2 separate regions of the Mus musculus genome follow, and region 1 is linked to region 2. A link is a contact called in public targeted proximity ligation data. All regions are on one chromosome and are shown on one strand. The core of a region is the stretch at or near the end of the contact, and the rest is flanking DNA. Distances in the headings are between cores, read along the strand shown.

Evidence for each region.
Region 1: a targeted proximity ligation map of stem cell-derived neural progenitor cells shows a contact between it and region 2, with 16 read pairs. A contact is called at or near these places in 4 of 39 promoter capture datasets (the C10 cell line, cranial neural crest, hippocampal neurons and 1 more), 1 of 484 Hi-C or Micro-C datasets (embryonic stem cells), 6 of 130 datasets of targeted methods (embryonic limb bud, embryonic stem cells, forebrain and 2 more) and 1 of 9 other capture datasets (embryonic stem cells).

What each region holds. Positions count from the first base shown.
Region 1 is chr19:25,435,050-25,441,747 of GRCm38.p6, reverse strand. No RefSeq gene overlaps it. Among named protein-coding and RNA genes, the nearest start is that of Gm26207, 16 kb to the left of the region's middle.
Region 2 is chr19:24,997,962-25,004,161 of GRCm38.p6, reverse strand. Dock8 (dedicator of cytokinesis 8) reads right to left here and starts at 4,633. Exons shown (of 48, transcript NM_028785.3): 1 at 4,459-4,633. The coding sequence starts at 4,511.

The sequences.
Region 1 (6,698 bases), core at 543-3,042, 440 kb before region 2:
GCACCACCACTGCCTGGTCAGAAGTATGTCTCTTGAGCTACCTGGCATCCTGTAGAAGTAACAGTAGGGGATGAACTCGTTAATAGATTTGTTTCATTGTATGCCTAACCGGTCCTTTAGAAGGTCCTTCTCTGTAGTGGTAAACACTTTGGCATAAGACCTACAGTTCCTTTCACTAAAGGTTTTGTTTCTCATTCTGGAAGGATCTGGGCTGGTCCTCTGACTTACTTGGGCCAGTACAATGTCATGGAAATGATGAGGTGCCCGATGAAACCCAAGCCTCCTAAATCGTGTCCCTCTGTCTCTTGCATGTTTGGATGGCCATGAGAACATGTGTAGGCTGGACACCGGGATCATGAGAATGAAATCAAGTCTTCTCTGATGCCCGACCTGAGCGGCCTACAGTGGTAAAAAGATATGAGACTGGCTAAGGTCAGGAGAGCCCCATCATGGACCCCACATGAGCAGAGAATGCTTACCGTGATATGCTACCCAGGCTTAGGGACCGTTCGTTGATTCTGGGGCACTAATATGGGCAAGGGTACTGGACCAGCTTGTCAAACAGTTATTAGGAACAACTCACTCTGCTAAAGCAGGTTCCTGTACACTGCTCATCTCTTGTGGGCTTTTAACTCTATAGAGATGCCTAATATCTTTGTAGAGACAGAGTAGGTAGGTACACATTAGGAGAAAAGGAATCAAGCAAATTGGAGCCAAAGCCCACAAACGTGACTCCTTGTATTTCCAAAGATTTGGATAATGCTCTTGCTATGCAGTTGGAGCAGGTCACTGATTGGACCAACATTCATCATGCTGGCATGGGACCAAGTTCTTCTCCACGAAGTGGTTAGTGAGTGCACAGATAGTTGAAAGGGTCGCTAATGAGCAAAGGCAGAGTTTTGCTTTCCTAATATTAATATGGGTTAGAAACAAAGATAAAACTATGACCGAGCACATCCCTGAGTCTAAGACCCTGTGCTCTGGTGACTGCAGGACTATTGTTCTCTTTAGTTGAAGTCCCTAAACTCTGGCACATCAAGATAAAGCTAATCTCTACCTTTAAAAACATTTTGCAGTCTAGACTCAGTCATTCACATCTGTAGTCCTAGCAGGCAATTATCCAGACTATCATGAGTCTGAAGCTAGCCTGCAATACATGGTGAATTCCAAGTGGTCATCCGGGTTACACAGCAAGACTATTTCTGAACAAAACCCACAACTAACCAACCAAAACCAAAAACCAAATCTAAATAGATAAAGCCAGCAAACTGAAACCAACAAAACCCATAAGGACCAGGATCAAGAGTTTGTGAGGCAGACTCTGAGCGTTGATTATGTGTCTGGCCTTATATCCTGACAGTGATTGAATGGCTCACACTTTATTGATGTTCCTTTGGTCATCAAGGTCATCCATCAGTCAGTCTCAGTGATTGTACTTCCTAGAGTGGAGTCTTAGGGATTAATTTATAGACAGGAAAGATATAACCACGTTGGCTCCAGTGTCATAGCGAAACACTGAATTCTTCTGCCTCTTTCTCATCTTAACTCAGTCTTTCACTCTAGAGCTGTGGCATGCTCTGTGTGCCTTCGGAACAATGGATACCCTCAGTTGGCTCCTAGTCCCAAAGGCTCCTGTGACTTTGCCTCACAGATGTGTCTGTCTCAGCTGCTGGCATGCATGTATGTCCAGGGTGGCCGCTGTCTTGGCTGTCGAAGGACCATTGTGCACTTCGGGCCAGCGACAGAATGAGAACAGGGGAGGTCTCAGAGGCAGCTGCTGAGAGAAGAGAGCAGCTGTGTGGTGCGCTGGGTCTTCCTTACTGGGATTCCCAGGCTCTAAAGGGGCATTCATCAGGGAGGGAGCCAAAGCACCAATGGACTCTGGGATGAGCAGCTGGGAGGGGGTGTGTGTCTAAGTGTCTGAGTGAATGTAGCCATTTTCTGTCTTTTTATAAGACTGCTATGATTTCAGTCAGGAGCACTGGCAAGTTCTGAAAGCCAGGTCTAGAGGAATGCAGGGTTTATAAACAAGGGATGTGTTGGCTGAGCCGCAGTAAAAGAAGGCTTCTCATAGGTAAAGGCATCTTTTCAGAAGTATCTTTCAATTGAGGAGCGCAAATTCTACAAAGAGCACTGTGTCTACTAAGACTTAGTTTCTGAGACATCCGCAGGTGACAAATATGGACCCTGAGGTGACCTCTCAGCCCCACTCCTTCCAGATAGACCCCTTCAGCTGAGGTAAGGGAAGGGCGACTTACAGTGAGGGTTGTAGTCACTGTGTGGCCTCTAGCTCAGCATTGGCAGTTGGGAACTATGTGGGAATGCTGATTCCTGGGCCATTGCTAGACTCTGTAAACGGAAACCTCAGGGACTAGCTCATGAATTCTCTGGGCACTAGAGCTATAGAAGTCTAAGATACAATCTGACTTCCAGGCTACACAGAAGTAGCCCAGGAGAGACTATGCCGGGGCCTAGCAAACACAGAAGTGGATGCTCACAGTCAGCTATTGGATGGATCACAGGGCCTCCAATGGAGGAGCTAGAGAAAGTACCCAAGGAGCCAAAGGGAATCTGCAACCCTATAGGTGGAACAACATTATGAACTAACCAGTACCCCTGAGCTCTTGACTCTAGCTGCATATGTATCAAAAGATGGCCTAGTCGGCCATCACTGGAAAGAGGCCCATTGGACTTGCAAACTTTATATGCCCCAGTACAGAGGAACACCAGGGCCAAAAAGTGGGAGTGGGGGGGTTAGGGGAGTGGCGGGGAGGGTATGGGGGACTTTTGGGATAGCTTTGGAAATGTAAATGAGGAAAATACCTAAAAAAAAAAAAAAAAGAAGAAGTAGCCCAGGAATACATTGCACACAGTAGGGACCTTTATTCCATGTAGAAAGGATGTGTGTCATTCCTGGCATAGAAAACAGTCACTTAAACTTTGGTGTTCTGTCTGCCAGGGAGTCCTCTGCTGGTTGGTTCTTTGTTGCCTACACCAACTAAGTGCCTTGGTCACATTTCAGGAACCAGCTTCAAGATGGCTCTGGAAATTTTAAATCACGCTATAGGTTTACGCTAGACTTTTAAAGCGTCCATCTGGAGTTGACACATTCCTGCACCAATGTTGCACTGGCAGAGAAAATTGCACTGGCAGAGAGAAAAGGCGAACGTCAGAATCAAATGGGAAGTACATCCAATTCTGTCCCACCTCCTAAAAGCACTGGACCATGGGAGAGCATCCTTGCTGGCTAGAATCCTAGGTCGTGTGTGGCCCTCGGCACTCCTGGCGAACAGAGCTGTGCACTAACATTACAGACACTCTGTAGGGGTCAAGAGCTTCAAGTTCACAGCCACCCACCAGCTCTTTGCATCTACTGACCTTTGGATCTAAGCCATCCATCCCTAGATCTTTGACCAGTCTTCTAACTAAAAAACACCCTGATACTAACATCCACACACAGAGTATACACTGCAGGTATCACACAGGAGGGAAGCGGCTATCTGCACGTGGGAAGCCCTGTAGCCCCCTCTGAGTCCCCTCCCCCCCATCTCTCAGGCAACTCTCTCCTGATTTTCCACGGCCTTAAATTATTCTTTCACACTCATCCATTCAGTTAGTATTCACCAGCCAGGCCCTGGAACCCCTCAGTCCTGGCAGATGGTGTTAGAAAGCCAAACCCAGAAGTGGGTCCTACTGGGCACACTGTCTGATGGGATTTTCCTCTTAAGTTACCGAAGCTCTCAAGGATTCAACTTGGTGGATACTGTCTTTAATTGCCTGCTTATTTACATACAGCCAGTATTTCCAAAGACATCTTTGCTGCTTGACACAGGAGGAGCAAGTGGCCCTCACAGAAAGGACTTGGTCTCCTGTGCTGTTAAAGCCACCTGGAGTAGCTCCTGTCCCTCCACCCCAGGGCTTTCCTCTCTGTTTAGCACCCAGCCTCATCCTTCCAGGTGGCTCAAGGACCCACACACTGGACCCTTCTGGGATGTGGAGTGGAAAGCACCTACTGGCTTGGTTTAACTTAGACATTGGCTGGCAGTGCCTCTTATACAGGTCCCATGATTTGAAAATGAGGAGCAGACTTCTCTTCCTCTTGCCTATCAAGTCCCCAAAGGACTTACAGGAGAGGCAGCGGGATGACTTATCGCCCAAAACTCCCCAAACGCCCTCTACACCAGACATTCTATACACGTGTTCAAAACTAGTACTTGCTTGGCCTTCTAGTTTCTGTGCTGCATCCTTGCCAAATTCAGAGTGGGTAGATCAGGATACCATCTGTGTCGATCATTAACTCTCAGCCCCAAGGGAACCGCTAGGGACTGCAGTGAGCTGGGGCCTGGGTAAGTCTGGGCCACTGTGGCCAAGGGCTCACCACATCCTTTTGTGGTAACATCTCCAATAAAATGCACTTTGGATATATTTTTATAACCTGCTGGCTTCTAAATTACAGCCATGCTGAATAAGAGTACGGTAAACATGTGACTAGTTATTTCCTTCTGCGGAGTGTAAAATGAACTTGTTTCTTGGGCCAGGACTTTGAAACACTGTGCTTTTGGTAAAACAAAACAAAACAAAACAGGAAAGTATCATTAACTCAAAGCCAAGGCAAAGGTTCATGGCCTTCCTGAATAGCCATGATCTAGCGCCATGAGGAAGTGGGGAAGGAAAGATTAGATGGAGAAAAAATACCAAGAGCAGCCTGCTTGCCTGCTCGGCCCGTCACATGCCTCGGGTCGACTAAGCGTGGAAAAATAGTGTGGTGTAAGTTGGGGTTCCTGGCCTTCTGTAAATGACTATCCCAGGAAGATCTGAAATGCCCTCGCCCATGGACAAGCAACGTAGAAACTAAGCATAGACGGGTTCCTGGCACAGCCAAGATACTCAGCGTTCCTGGTTATGACATAGCTCCGCCCACCTTGCCGAAACATCTGTGTAGAGTGGTAATTGGTAAGGCCTTCTCAGGGTGGACCTAACTTGCACTGACAAAGTACCCGGGATGCTTGCAGACCTCAGGCACCAGATGCCAAGGGGAGAGCCAGAATCTGTGTTCTCTATCAGCAACCCCAGTGAAATCCTTACCTGCTCTGTGCATGGAAAGCTTACACACAAAGATCTTTCTACATGTAGCAAGCAGGTCCCCTAGAAAAGAGGCACCAGGGTTTTAAAAAGGGCTGTGGTTAGCTGCTCATTATCTCCTTTAAGGAAAAACCAGCAGCTTTCCTTCTGTCTGTCTGCCATGCCCGCAATAGTAGTTTCAGTGTTCCAAAGCCAGGGATAAGACTTCTCTCAGAGCACTGGCATCTACAGGGAAGGGCTCAACGCATTTTTGTATTTGGGCACTTGTGTCAGCCGTGTGTTCCAGACAGATTTCTCCAGAAGCAAACTCCATCACCATGGTGATAGGTTTACCACGGGTACTGGCTGGTTTTGTGTGTCAGCTTGACCCAGGCTGGAGTTATCACAGAGAAAGGAGCTTCAGTTGGGGAAATGCCTCCATGAGATCCAGCTGAAGGCATTTTCTCAGTTGGTGATCAAGGGGGGAGGGTCCCTTGTGGGTGGTTGCCATCCCTGGGCTGGCAGTCTTGTGTTCTATAAGAGAGCAGGCTGAGCAAGCCAGGGGAAGCAAGCGATTAAGTAACATCCCTCCATGGCCTCTGCATCAGCTCCTGCTTCCTGACCTGCTTGAGTTCCAGTCCTGACTTCCTTTGGTGATGAACAGCAGTGTGGAAGAGTAAGCTGAATAAATCCTTTCCTCCCCAACTTGCCTCTCGGTCACGATGTTTTATGCAGGAATAGAAACCCTGAGTAGGACCCCTCGTGTCCTGACAGTGGTTGAACGTGTGGTCAGTGTCGCTTTCTTGATATCAGGGTCTTAAAGTTCCCAAATGTGTTGTCTTAGGGAAAATTCCAGCCTTCAGCCGTTCCATTCCCAGGGCAAAGGTTTCTAGGAAATTGGCATCACCTAAATGTTTGGTTTCCTCTTAGACTGGATCAGAAGATAAAGGCAGCTGTCTCCTCCCTTGGGGCTGCCCTCTCTTAGGGACCTGGCCCACACCTCCTTTCAGAGTCCCTTTGCAAAGTTGTGCCTCCGTAAACCACACACAGCTTTCCCAATGGGAGAAATCAGACTTATGTATACAGTGTGTGGAGATCCCAAGATAAAACGCATTCGAGGTGTTATGAGAGCAAACACAGCCTGGGCCAGTGCGAGCTACTCAGAGGTTAGATACACAGTGCACAAGACTTTACTCAGAGATAAAATAAGCACTTGTTTTATCAGAGCACAAGGGCTCCTTTCGTTTTTCTCATTCATCTATAATATTTTTTTAAGCTTTTTTTTTTGGTTAGCGCTGGGGATTGAACTCAGGGCCTCGCGCGTGTGTATGTGTGTGTGTGTTAGGTAAACACCACCAGAAGACTCTATCCCGGCCCACAATCACAGCATTAATGCTTTTTCTTTTCAGAAAAACAAAATCCCCAGGGCCATAAACCTCCTGAGAAAGAGCTCTTTGCTCAACAGTCGCTTAGGGCCATTAAGGGAGATACAAGGCCCCAAACCACTTCCCTTCATAGACCCCCCTCACCCCCACTAATTTATTTTACCTATTTCCGGTCCATGGGACTTTGGCTTTAATAACTTCCTGAGCCAAAATTTAGCCTGAATCCCAGAGCTCGCAGATCTGTCTGGGGAG
Region 2 (6,200 bases), core at 3,384-5,883:
ATGGCGATATAAACATTTAGATTCGCATCTGCCGCATAGTAAGTGTGGTAGTTTGAATGAGAAATGCTTCCCACAAGCTTAAGTGTTTGAACACTTGATTCCCCTGTTAGGGAGGTAGTGTAAGCTAGCTATAGGAGGCTTGTCACTTGGGGAAAACTTGAAAGCTTACAGCCTTGGCCCATTTCCAGACTGCTGTTTCTGTTTGCAGTTTGCAGTTGAAGATGTGACCTCTTGGCTTTCTGCTCTGACAGCTTGTTGCGTTGCCTCCCCCTCCCCCTTTATCAACTCTCCCTCTGGAACCATAAGCCAAACTAAATTCTTTCTCCTGTATGTAAGTTGCTTTGGGTCATGAGATCTTGTCACGGCCACAGAAAAGTTAACTAATACAGTAAGGAATATAAAAGTGTAAGTCTTACAATCTACTTCTTTCAATCCTAGGTGTCCAGGGCTTACAACAGTTTATGATTTTCCTTTATTTATCTAGAGTTCTTGTTTTACTTTCATGTTTGATCAAGTTCTATACTTATTCTGGGTTTGACAGAAGCAAGTGGGCTGAGATATGGCTCAGTGGTAAAACATTTGCCTAGCGTGCAGATGGCCCTAGCTTTAATAACCAACACTGCATAAGAGGAAAAAGAATATGAAGGTCTTGTCTGATGAATCTTCACAGCATTAGTAATAATTTCCTGCATCTACAAAAGCAGCATATTCCAGTCATCAAAGAGGTCGTTCATTAACAGGGGAATGTTCCTTAAAGAACTAGGATACATCTGATAACAGCAGTTCCTAAAAATCCCAAACACAACCATTGTTGTGACTACCTAGTTCAGATCTAGTCTTTCTTGCTCGTGACAATCAGGGAAAAACTAAAGTCAAGAGCAATGCATCTTAGCCTACCAGACATTCCAAGTCAGAACAATTCGGCGCTAGAGTCTTGTCTTCTATCTCCCTGAGTTACTGGTTCTAGAGAAATGTTTCAAAATACCCAACTAGAGTTACAGTCACACTAGCTGCTCCTAGCATGTCCTCCCTGATGATACCCAGCATGGGAATATAAGGTTCTGAGAGCACCAGAGAGTCAGATCAACCATGGCGAGACAGCTGCTGCCAGCATTGACGACTTCCTCTGGCTTTGGCGCTGGCCCTGCACTGGGCAATGCTGCTTGCAAGAAGCCACAGAAATTTGCATGCAGTGGGGAACATTTTTCACAGACTGTATGTAAGACACTGCTCATTCCTCTGTAGGGCCCAGAGCTGAGCTCTTTGCAACTGTTCATTTTTAATATGTCACATTACAATATTTCATTAATAGAAAGAACAAGTGTCTTAAGGAATATCATTGTTAAATAGAAAGGTGAAAATGTGAAAGTGTACTAAGAGTCCTGATGGCCACCTTTCCACACGGTGTTACTTTTGGAATCGGATTTATTTTAAAAACCAATAGACACTCATGTAGGTAAAAAAAGGTTTTTTTTCCATGTTTGACTCTGCTGAACAGCACCTTGCTGACCTAGCAGGTACTGCTCAGAAGCAGAGCTGTCAATGCTGTTTACAGAAATGATTTTTTTAAAGTTAACTCTTTGCTTTTAAAGGAAATTCTTAAAACACGTAGATCAAAATAGTACAGGCCTAATGCAGAGGGCCAATGTAAGGGCCATCTGTAGTCCTGGCTGCTATCGCGGACTGTGATCTTTACAAATTACACAGCCTTGTGCAAGTACACCCCACGCTTCACTTTCCCCTTCTTTCAAGTTTCATTTCTCTCGCCAGGGTAAAAACATCTCCAGCTTAGCGGAGGAAAGGGTTTATTTGGTTTACAATTTCATATCACAGTGCATCATTTTGGGGAAGTCAAAACAGGGATTCAAGCAGCTAATCGTATCCACAGCCAAGCGCTAAAGAAGCCCCACACACCCTGGCTTGCTCAAGTCCACTTTCCTCACTCTTCTGCAGCTTAGGATCAAGCTTGTGAAATGGCACTGCCCACAGGGGCTATGTCTTCCCTCCATCAAACAACAATGAAGAGAATCTAACAGAGACATGTCCACAGGCAAACCCGATGCCGACAACCCATCATTTCTGACTCTCTTCCCAGGTGACTCTGGATTGTGTCAAGTGGACAATGAAAGCTGACCACATCTGTCCAGGACGACTGAGCACAACATCTGCAACAACATCTGCAAGTCAGTATTCAGCCTGCAAGTGGCGGGTTTGAATGTTATAGCCACACCAAATACATTCTCAGAAATCCACTCTTCTGAAAGTTATACCAGCCAAGACCTCAGTGTAACTCTTGCTCCCAATACACAAAGTGGCTTACAGGGGGGAGAACAAAACTCTTTTTAAAAAGAAAAATACAATGTAGACTCTTTCCAGAAGATTAGAAAGCATACTTTTCTTTCCTAAATGGGTACTTCTTGGAACATTTGGCTCCAGTTTAGGGTTCTCAGCACTGTGTTGCACATGTGAGAGATATAACCCCAAGAAAGCTGCAGGTGGCCACTGGCATCCCCATACCCTGCCCCAAATGGCCTCTGCCTGGAAAAATAGTCCAACTTCAGCTGCCCTTGGTACTTTGTCTTCGTAGGTTCTGAAGTATCATCTCAGATTTGATGATATTAGAGATGGCATTGACCACGACGAAGCTAGCGGTACTGATGTGTCAGCTAGCAGCTATTTAACATTCATTCTGAGCCAGGCATCATAAGCACGCTGTCTCTACTCTACTCAGTCCTCCTAACAGTCAGAAGAGGGAAAAACTAGGGTTCGGATACTAGTTATTCCCACTGACACAAAAGCCGGTACACAGTTGCAACCCTGGCAATCAGAAAGTTGAAGCAGGTCAAGTGCTCGGAGTTCAAGGCCAGTTTGTGAAACAAAGTGAGAGACCTTGGAGAGACAGAAAGAAGGGGAGGAGGGAGGAGACCAAACATGAGAAAAATATAAAATGTGTATGCCCAATGGGATATACTTAGTTTGCAGCAAAACTTTGTAAGGAAATTTGAATGTAGCCTGGCTCTTGGTTTTCCTAACACTGTTTTGCTTGGGTGGTTGCTTCTGTTTTGTTTCCTTGTTGCAAGGTCTCTGTATGCAGCCTAGACTGGCATCCAGCTTGTGATTGTCTTGTCTCAGCCTCCTGAGGGCTGGGATGATGGGTAAGTCCACCACTTCTGGCTAAGGACTTTAATCCTCCACCCTTGGGTTATACCAACCCCGAAGCTCCTTGCAAGAGCGTCTCCAGGCTTGCATTAGGTCCCAGACAGTCACTTCAGATCAGTCTCACCCCTCCTGAATCCCTAACAGCTTCCTGCCCTTGTTCCTTGTTTCCTGGCTTTTTTTCTTTCTCATGACAGGGACAAAGAGAGGAGAAGCGGGGAAGGCAATGATGACAGCCATCAAAACTTCCTATGCCCCTACGGCCCCACTGCAGCCAGGACAGCCTGATGAGGGGAAAGGCTCCGATAGGAAGACTGAATTATGATATAGTTACCCTTTAGCATTTGTATACAGTCCACATTAATAATTAAACTAATTGGACAGATGAAATAGTGAAGGAAGTGAAAGGTCTTGCTCACAACTGCACAGGGAAACTCCACTGGCCCTCTGTGGTCCTTACCGCTCACTATTCAAGGATGGTGATTCCTAGTGACTCCAGCTTCACTCACTAGCAGCCCAAAGATGAATTACTGTGGGCCAGCGTCCCACATGCAAAAACAAACAAACAAGAACAAGAAAAAAACACCAACCCTGGAAGTCCTCCAGAGCGCTGCCCTTCCACATTATCTTTTAGCCAGGCAGTCTAGATTTCCCAGGTCAAGGCAAAAATGCCCCCTTGAATACTTGTCAGCAGTTTTCAGTGGAGGAAACGCCGCCGCTTGAGTCTACCGAGAACTTTATGAGTAGTCAACTCACAGAGATGTGGCGTGTGCAGCTCTGTTTATAAATTGGAAATCCCTGTGTTCTTCACTTTTCTAGAGTGCTAGAAATCTTTAAACGTCAGCTACAGCTCATTCCCTTTCGCTTATTTAAAGGAGGAATTTTTTTAAAATCATTTTTTCCACTTCATGGTTGGCTCCTTTTGGACCAAGGTATAAAAATAGCGCTGCCATCCAAAGCCAAGATGTTTTTTGGAAAGAGGGGGTTGAAAGAGCCCTAACCCTGGACCACGGACCGATCTGCTTCAAAGCAGGGCTGATTTTCAGCCACTTAGCTTCTTTCCGCTGTCTCCCGACTGGAAGGAAGGCGCAATTTGTTAAGCCAAGTTCGGGCGCGCGACCCCGCGCTCCGGGTCGGGCCACCTGTCTCAGAACAGCGAGGGCGGCGGGAGCCACGCCGGGTTGGGGAGGTGGCGCAAGACGCTGGTCCGGACAGCAGCGCGGGTGACAAGAGGACGAGAATGAGTCGCCACGGGGACCGGCGCGCCCCGCCGCGGACTGGCCAGGAACCGCGCCGTCTTACCTGTTGATCTTGAGCGCGAAGGCGCGGCGCTCGGCGCTCGGCAGCGTGGCCATGGCGCGCGCGCGCGGTTCCACGGCTTCGGGGCTCGCGGGGCTGCGGGGGGACGGGACCCGAACGCACAGCCGCTGCAGAGCCCGGCGCGCCCGGCGCCAGCCTCATCTGTCAGCCGCGCCGCGGAAACTTCCGCATTTCCACCTTGGCCGCGCAGCTCCCGGGGGGAGGGCTCTGCTCCCTCCGCCGCCCGCGGCGCCGCCCGGCCTGGCACGCACCGAGCGCTTGGCGAGGGCGTGGACGCCGCGCCGAGCCGCGCTCCGGATACTCAGAGTCGCCGGCCGCAGGCGCGCGTTTCCCCCGCCGCTGACCCGGGACCGACGGGCACGGTGGCTGCGGAGCGCGGACCGCGAGAGCTGGCCGGAAACGCCGGCGGCCGGAGCCGGAGGGCGACTGGGGCAGTGAGCGCTGGATCCAGAAGCAGCCAGCGGGGTCTGGAGGGGCCACCCGGTGGATTGACGCCATTCCTGGGAACATTTCTTTTTAAGGCAGCCTCTTAGGACATCAGTCGACTTTTTCCCAGCCGAAGGCGCACTGTCATTCATGGGACACTTTATTATAATGGCTGCATCCCACGAGTAAATATTAGGAGCTATATGACTTTTCATTTTAGAACCTGAGGGAATACACAGCATTGAGATTGACCGGTATCTCAACAGAGTTCTGTTTTACATGGAGAAACCTGACCAGACCACAAAGGAGAAATCTGGAGAAATAAAAATAAAAATAATCCCCAAAGGATGAGCGTGGAAAAGACTGTGCCTATTTCAAGTAATATATTTGGTCCAAGTTGTGTTGTATGAACTCCGTGTGTTTCCACTTGTCAACTTGCCTTCGGAAACACGAAAGGGCTATATTTTTGGCTCAAAGCTGCAGAGTCTAGATATGGAAGCCACAAGCCACATGTGGCCGTTGGCCACTTGAATTTTTGGTTAGTCTAAAGTGAGATGGGTTGGAAAATAAATACACACTGGGTTTCCAAGACAGTACAGAAAAAAAATAAGGCAAAATGTCTTAATTTTTGTATTGATTGCATGTTAAAAACAATCCTTTGGAAGCTGTTAAGTTAAGAAACATATTATTAAAGATAATTTCACCTGTTTGTTTTTCCCTGTATTAAAATGTGGCTCCCATTAAGAAGATGTAAAAATTACTTCCTTAGCTCACATTTGCTGGCACATTGAGTTCTTACTGAACAACACTGGTCCACTACAACTTAATTTGTAACCTAATACTAAAATACTGGCCGACCATATGCTATTTATTCTTGGCAGCCTTCTTCCTCTGCTTCTGGGTAGGTAGTTGAGCAAACCTTCAGAGCTGGTTAGGTAACTCTCCCCCTCCCTCATACCAATGCCTTTAAACATAAAAGACAATGTGTACAACATAACAATACAGAGACTCTAAGTACAGACCGACAGAAAACACGACTTTAATAAACGAGGCCAACTATTCCTTGTAATCCAAACCTGTAATCTCCACTACTCAGAAAGCTGAGGCAAGAAAGAGGATCACAAATTCAAGGTCTGCCTGTGCTACAAAGCAACTGCAAGGCCTAACATTCTCAAGGGCCTGGATTCATTCCCAGGGTCAATTTTCTAGAAGGCTTAAAAATATATATCTGTTGTTTCTAACTTCCAAAGGTCTCCTAAAGATATTTACTACAATGGGATTTATGGGGAAATACTTGG